2 separate regions of the Triticum aestivum genome follow, and region 2 is linked to region 1. The links are chromatin contacts, called in public Hi-C maps. All regions are on one chromosome and are shown on one strand. Each heading gives the region's core, a stretch centred on a gene start, on an enhancer-like site or on the middle of the called end of the contact. The rest is flanking DNA. Distances are from core to core; before and after follow the strand shown. Region 1 holds the start of LOC123072032 (F-box protein At1g67340). Region 2 has its middle 83 kb from the start of LOC123072032.

The links. A called contact is a pair of places that touch in the nucleus more often than the background predicts.
Region 2: a contact with region 1 is called in a Hi-C map of leaf, with 4 times the contacts expected there. The contact joins the enhancer-like site here to the promoter of LOC123072032 in region 1. A contact is called at or near these places in 2 of 5 Hi-C or Micro-C datasets (both in leaf) and 1 of 1 datasets of contacts at active chromatin or transcription factors (leaf).

What each region holds. Positions count from the first base shown.
Region 1 is chr3B:726,529,094-726,533,555 of IWGSC CS RefSeq v2.1, reverse strand. LOC123072032 (F-box protein At1g67340) reads left to right here and starts at 1,903. Exons shown (of 3, transcript XM_044495593.1): 1 at 1,903-2,277; 2 at 2,393-2,555; 3 at 2,667-3,766. The coding sequence starts at 2,033. The coding sequence ends at 3,410.
Region 2 is chr3B:726,613,508-726,616,695 of IWGSC CS RefSeq v2.1, reverse strand. No RefSeq gene overlaps it. Among protein-coding and RNA genes, the nearest start is that of LOC123072032, 83 kb to the right of the region's middle. Within about 2 kb of position 1,870, at least 7 of the 8 cell types and tissues checked have an H3K27ac peak or open chromatin away from gene starts, as enhancers often do. A contact at or near this core is called in leaf, where this site is marked.

The sequences.
Region 1 (4,462 bases), core at 654-3,153:
CCGGTTGACAACATTAATATCATTCAAAGATTCAGGCATTCCAAAGAATGCATGCCAAAGCCAAGTCTCCTGATCGGCCACCGCTTCAAGAATTATAGTGGAACCCTTTTTTTGGCCGTGGAATTGCCCATGCCATGCCTTTGGACAATTCTTTCAACTCCAATGCATGCAATCTATTGAGCCAAGCATGCCAGGAAAGCCGCGCGCTTTGTTCATCGCCAATAGCCTTGCGACGTCTTCAGCAGTGGGAGATCTCAAATACTCCTCGCCAAACACTTGCATAATTCCCACTGCAAAGCGCTTGACACACATGATGGCTTGGATCTCACCCATAGCCAAATGATCATCAACTAGATCAGCCGGGATACCGTATGCCAACATACGCAAAGCGGCTGTCACCTTCAAAAAAGTGCTATGCCCGAGCTCTTCGGCGGCATTCCTCCTTTGCTGGGAAAACCGGTCATGGCTCGCTAGTTTCTCTGCAATGCGCCTGAACAAGTCGGTGCTCACCCTAAACCGGCGACGAAAATACGACTCCGGGTATGTGGGATTCTCCACGAAATAGTTCTTCATCAATCTGTTATGTGCATCAATCATATCTCTCCAAATTTTCTCCCGACCCATAACCGAACCACCGTGCTTCGGTTTTTTATTGATATGCATAGCTACGATCATTGCAAGATCCTCCTCCTCTTCCATATCAAATTCTTCTTCGGAAGAATCATACGACGAACTCATCTACAATGTTCAATACTATACTATAAAAACTACAATTCAAAACATGCACCAAAATCAATGAAGTTTGAGCAATACATACCTTGTAGGCGTTTTGTCAAACACCTTGCGGGCGCGGCGTGGCAGCGAGCGCTCGGGCGCTGTTCCTCGGACGACGGAGGCGCGCGGGCTCCGGCGGTACTAGGAGGGGATGGGCGGAAGCGCGGGCGCGCGGGGATAGGCCGGGGAAGCCTGGGACGGTGGCCGGGGTGCGCGGACGGCGGCGGCGGCGCGGCCGGTCGGGGGTGGAAGCGCGAGAGGAAGAGCGGGCGCGAGCGCTCGAGTGTGCCGCTCGCTGTAGTGGGCGTCCGTAATACGCCACGCGGGTAAGTGTTTTTCACCGCGCGTCCAACCCGTTTTAGCGCGCGCGCTGTTTTTGCGCGCCCACTGGAGCGCCCTGACGCGTTGCGCGCGTGCTAAAACGACCTATTTTGCGACGCGGCACTAGTTTAATGCGGCTGTTGGAAATGCTCTTAAGCCTAAGCCTGGACCGAAAGCGTTTATGTCGTGAGCTCAGAAACGCCGCCGCATGCACAGCCCAGCCCGAGTGCCTTCACGTTTCCGTTCAACTTCGACCCGATGCAATAAACGCACGCCCCGTCCAACACTCCACCCATTGCCCGTACTCTACCCTCCTCCTCCAAGTAGAACACGTACGGTACTGGTGTTATGGACTCCCGGTAACGCCACCGTTTGACCACCGAAGCAAGTAAAAATTTACCAACTGAAAAGCACACGCAATGAAGGAGCACTACGTATAGCGATCGAAACTGCCTGGCGTCGTGAATGAATGAATGAATGAACGAACAATAATGCCCTTGTTTCTCGCAGCAAAGATGGCTCTTTTTGAAAGCCCGGCATTCATTTTCCTCCAAAGATAAAGCCCAGCCCAGCCAGCATCGATGCCTCTACGCCTGCAGCCTGCTCCTCACACGCCATCAAGACTATACTCTACCACTGGCAGGGCATGCACTGGCAGGGCATGCAAAGTTAAAAGCGGGACGGATAAAACCAGGACCCGGCTGACAGCCGGGCCCCGCACGCCTCGCCCCCGGCTCACGCAGGGTCACGCACCAAGGCACGGTACGGACCGGAGCTCCCGTGTATAAAACGAGGCGCCTCCCGCTATCCCTTTTCCGAAACATCTATCTCCTCTCCACTCCACCACCGCTTCTCCCCGTCCCGCGGCCGCTCCCTCTCCTCCCTCCCTCCCTCCGGAGACCGGCCCGCCACCACGGCTCGCGCAGCCAGAGATAAGATGAGGACGAGGAGCGGCTCTCTCTATACCTGCGGAGGTGTTGTCGAGCCAGCGGCTCCCGTGGCCGGCCAGAAGAGGAAGCGCTCGCCCGCCGCCGCCGGCGAAGTGTCTGGTGGGCGCCGGAAGCGCCAGGCTTCGGGGCCGGACTATTTGGATGGCATCCCTGACGACCTCGTGCTCTCCATCTTCTCCAAACTCGCCGCATCTGCGAACTCACCGTCCGACCTGCTGTCCGTCCACCTAACGTACGCCCGCGCCCCGCCCCGCCCTTCGTGTTTGGTTCAACTGCTTCTTGCCAAGCAACTCCTGCTGCTTCATGTGTTTGGTTGCCTGAACGTGTTTGTGCCTTTGACGTTTCAGGTGCAAGAGGCTGAACGGCCTGGGACAGCAGGACATGGTGTTCGCCAAGGCCTCGCCGGCGTCGCTCGCCGTCAAGGCGGCGGCGTGGTCGGAGCCCGTGCAGCGGTTTCTCAAGCGCTGCGCCGACGCCGGCAACCTCGAGGCTTGCTACATTCTAGGCATGGTAAGAGTCGACGAACAAATCTTGTTGACTTATCGTTCGGGTTTGACATCCATGCATGCATGGCCGGAGTGTCAGGGATCAAGCGCTGACGAGTTTCTTACGTTTTTGCAGATCCGGTTCTACTGCCTTGGCAGCCGGAGCGGTGGAGCGGCTCTGCTCGCGAAGGCGGCGGTCGGCGGGCACCCGGCGGCGCTCTACTCGCTGGCCGTCATCCAATTCAACGGGAGCGGTGGTGCCAAGTCGGACCGCGACCTCCGCGCCGGGGCGGCGCTCTGTGCGCGCTCCGCCGCGCTGGGCCACGTCGACGCGCTCCGCGAGCTCGGGCACTGCCTCCAGGACGGCTACGGCGTGCGCCGCGACCCGGCCGAGGGACGCCGCCTCCTCGTCGCCGCGAACGCCCGCGAGCTCTCCCTCGCGCTCTCCGCCGCGGCGGCCAGCGCGACCTACTCCTTCGCCTCCCTCCCCATCGGCGCCGTCGCAGGCGGCGCCGGCGGCGTCACCAGCTCTCCTCTCCTCTCCGACTTCGGGTGGAGCCTGCCGGAGGCGGAGCCCCACACGGCGAACCAGTTCATGTCAGACTGGTGGGCGTCGCGTGGCGTGCAGGCATGCGCCAAGAAGACCGACACGGCGGCCACCGGCGGAGACGGCGAGGGCGAGCTCCGGCTGTGCTCTCACATGCGGTGCGGGCGCAAGGAGACGCGGCGGCACGAGTTCCGGCGCTGCTCGGTGTGCGGCGCGGCCAACTACTGCTCCCGTGCGTGCCAGGCCCTGGACTGGAAGCGCGCCCACAAGGCCCAGTGCGTGCCCATGGACCGCTGGCTCGTCGGCGCCGCCGCCGCCGCCCCCCAGCAGTGACCCGCCCCAACGGGCAACCGCCGCGGCAACGGCAACAAGTAGCAGCACCGGCGAGTCCATGGCGCGGCCGGTGGACCGGGCGTAGCGGAGTGAACGGCGGTGATGAATGAGGAAGCGTTTTTCTGGCGTTTTGCTTTCTTTTTGCGGCCGTTGGGTGTCGTCTTGTCAGATGTACGTACTCTACTCTACTAGGGAAGAGGAGCAGACGAGAGATTCTACCGCGGCCACCAAAACTCTAGCCTTGTTTTCTTAATTAGTCCCTATTTTCTTTTTTTAGGGGGAAATTAGTCCCTCTTTCTTTAAATTAAATTAAGTTACTCCGTAATATGAAAATCCTGGATCCCTCTTTGAACTAATTTTCTACTAGAGTTCTACCAAGTGTAGACGTTGCTTCTGTCGCTTTGTGCTTTTGGTGTTTTGGATGGATGCTGTGGGGTGTGGAGTAGAAGAGCAGTGCTCCAGCACTCCATGTACGTGGTACAGCACGGGCTCCTACGCTACGTGCCTCACGTAGCTTATCGGATGAGTAGGCGGGAATCGGTGGCCGCGCCGTGCAGCGCTGCGGCGTCGTGTAGGCTTTGGTTTTGCTCTCGAGGCACGGGACAAGTTGGAGGCTTCCCTCTGGCCGCTGGTGTTGGACCTTGGGAGGTGGAATCCATGTAGGCCACCATAGCCAAAGTGACACCACCCAGCCGGCTTTTGTTCTTATTTCCTTTACTTTTCTGTTACCTAGGCAGGACAGGGCAGGGCCATGGATGGAAACAACACACAAGATGATGACGATGCTACGTAGTACTACCACGACTAGCCAGCCCGCTCTGTTTTTTTATATGGCTCGAGCACGCAACGGCGTACATCTGTACGTGCACACGAGTAGATTCTCAGGGTAGAGTACAGTTCGATTTCTCTGGTATTCTATTCAGAACGTATGAATCATTGAACGGACGAGTGCCGAACCTGTTGACCCAGCGCGGCCAGCACAACGGGACACCGTTAGGCTTTGGCATGTTGCACAGGTGTGTGCTCACTGGGGAGAGGCATGCATACGCCAA
Region 2 (3,188 bases), core at 621-3,120, 83 kb before region 1:
GCCCGCGGTCCCGTCGCCGCCCCGAGGTCTTCCCGCCGTCGCCCCGACACGCCTGTCGCCGCTGCGTCGCCCCTTCGGGCCTTAGCGCCGCGGCCTGCGGTACACTCCGCTGTCACCGCGCGCCGACCTCCCGTGGTATGCGCCGCGCCGTCTACCTTGGCACGGGAACGTCACCGTCCGCGCCGGTCTTCGTCACGCTGTCAGGGTTCTTCGCCTACTTCGAGCATCGCCGTCGCGCTCATAACCTAGCCGCTGCCGCCGCCGCTCTTCTTTGGCCGCCGCCGTCGCTACCTCTGTAGCCGCCGTAGCCGCCCGTCTGCCCCCTTCATCTTCGTCCAGCACCAGCCCGTCGCCAGCGTCGCCGTCATCTACCCCGACCGCTTCATCTACTCCGACAACCGCGGCGACATTGGCCCCGCGCCGATTGGCGCCGCAACCGTCGTCGAGTCCTTCTTTGCTGTCCTCTCAAACTTCTTCGACATGGCGTACAGCTCGTGCAGGTCCCAGTCTACGCATGCTCGGTGCTGGCAACACCGCCGCGTGCCTTCGTCCACGACGTGTCCCCGGGCCTGGCAAGCCTGGTGCGGTGCTTCGTCAACTTCGTCTTCGTCCGTCTACGCATGCCCGGTGCTGGCAACACCGGTGCGTGCCTTCGTCCACGATGTGTCCCCGGGCTTGGCAAACCCGCCGCGACGCGTCGTCAACAACATCATCTTCCTGGCGCACCCCTACTTCGACACCACTGCGCCCATGCTAACTCGGCGCCCCCTTGCGCCCGCGGCTCCACGGCGACTTCCTCGACACCGGCCACCCTGACTCGACATGGACCACGGCATTCTTCGCACGGCTACCTCGACCACGGCTCCACCACCCACGCTCTCGGCTACCTCGACAAACGGCACAAAGGGCTATCGCCTTGCTTGAGCAACCTCGTCGGTTGCCACTCCAGCCACGACTCCGCGATCCGTCGACCGTTACGACTGTGGGGGGTGTCCGTTGGCTTGCCTTCGGATTCTTCTCCAGTCTCACCGTCTGCGTCGCTACCGTTGTGACTGCGGGGGATGTTGAGTATAAGATTATTAGGAAGTATAGGATAGACTAGGATTTGGTCATGCCTTGTCTTGTACTCCAAGTTGGTCTTTGTACTCCTATATATATGCCCATGAGGCTCAATCAATACAATCAACTATTCCACTAGTATCGATCTCATGGTGCGGGATTACGTGCACTACAGCGGAGACCTCGTTGATCAGTGGACGACACACGCGTGACACACGCTCCACTAGCAACACCAAAGCTAGCGGCGGCCTGGTGTGCGCGTGGATAGGTAGCTAGCTGATGTGCGGTGCAAGTGCAACGCACGAACCATCCCATCCCATTGCTCAGCTCAATTCGCCCCCAACTTATCGCACATGCAGGTTCATGTGTCTGCTGATTGGCGCAAGTGATGGAGGAGGGCACGCATGCATGCATGCGTGCATGCCAGCTAGGACGGCAAAATATCACGGCCAAAAGCTCGCATCCATGCTGTACTACGTCGTAGAGTACTGCACCAGGTAGGTCTCGGCGATGGGATACGTACGCATACTACCAGTCGAAGATTTCTCGATCAGCAGCCGGCCGGCCGTCAGCCAGTTCTGCTGGATCCGGTGGATGAGGGACGACGGGTGGAGGTTGATCCCGACCCACGCACGCTCGCGAGATCGATCCAGCCGCAGATGTCGTAGGACTACGTACGTGTGGACGTGGACGCGCTCGCTAGGAGATGAGATAGATCCCGTCGTCCGTCCAGATCGGGTCCTCCAGATTCCCCTGCCGATTGCTAGATTGGGTTTTGGCAGGAGCGGTGGCGCCGTGGCACGTAGCGCACGCCGAACGCGGGCACGCGGCTCGGCTTATCCTCTGCCCGTCGCGCAATCCGGCGACGGGGCACACGGGTTGGCCGAAGCCACGGTCCCCGCGCGCCCACTTGCGTCGGCTCGTCTCGTTTCCCATCGCCGCGCTCGATCGATCGAACTCCTCCTCGGCCAGCGGCGTCCCGTATCCGGCTAACCACACGATGTGGATGGGTGGCTCGGGCTCGTGTCACCGCCGCTTCTCCACGTCCGCCCACCGCGGCCTCTCCTTCTCGTGGCGCACCGCTGGCTTCGTCGCTCCTCTGGTGCGTGCGATAGGCTACGGCCGATCTGCCCATGGATGAATGGTGGCTCGGAAATATCGTGTGCATTCTCCGGGGACGTGATGGCTGCGTGCGGATCCCTGCTCTTGTCCACTTGGGGCGAGCGCTGATATTATGGTCGTCTCGTCTCCTGCTTTGATGTGTGATGTGGATGCGGCCATGTTCTTTGCTGGCCGGTCGACGGCAGCTACCTGGCATGTGTATTGCTGTCGCGCTGTGGCTTTTCGGTGTTGTGGAGATAAGGCGAAAGAAGCTTCAGAGAAATCAGTGGTTTCCCTGGCCATCCTTTTGCTCATTACACGAAGATCCCACTCTCGTGTCCATAGACCTGTCTTCTGCTCCTTGCTTCTCGTAACTTCAACTTGAACCATACAAGGCCTAGTGATTCTATGCAGTTCTCGGTGCAGTTGGTTCAGATCAGTGGCGAATCTAGGACCTAATTGCAGGGCAGGCTGAACTTCAAGGATACTAATCTTTTGGCGTTGGAAACCATTTTATGTGCTATGGGTAGTAACATAAACTTGTAAGAGCATTTTCAGCCGTTCGGCCCCTCAGGGCGTCGAAAAAGAGCGGCCTGAGGGTGAGCCGGCGGTAAACTCGGCGCTGGGAGTGGTTGGACACCCAGCCGTCGCCCTCCAGGTCGCCCCCAGACGCCGATTTCGACCCAACTGTGTCCAAAAACGGCCCAATATCTGCGTGAATCGACCCATATTTGGCGCGGTTCGGCGTGTTTCGGTGTGAATATTCGCATACAAATAGAAATCAATTAGTTCGTCACATAGTTCGGCATGGTTCAACGTGTTTCGGCATGTTTCATCACATAAATCAAATAGTTCAACAAATAGTTCAATACAAATTATATAGTTTAACAAATAAAAGCTCAAGTTTCATCACACGTCATTCCCACATCGCCCCGGCCTCGCCCTCACTGGTGGAAAAAGGGCCTTTGGTCGCGGTTCGCAACTGCCATTAGTCGCGGTTGCGCAACCGCGACCAAATAGGCGCGACT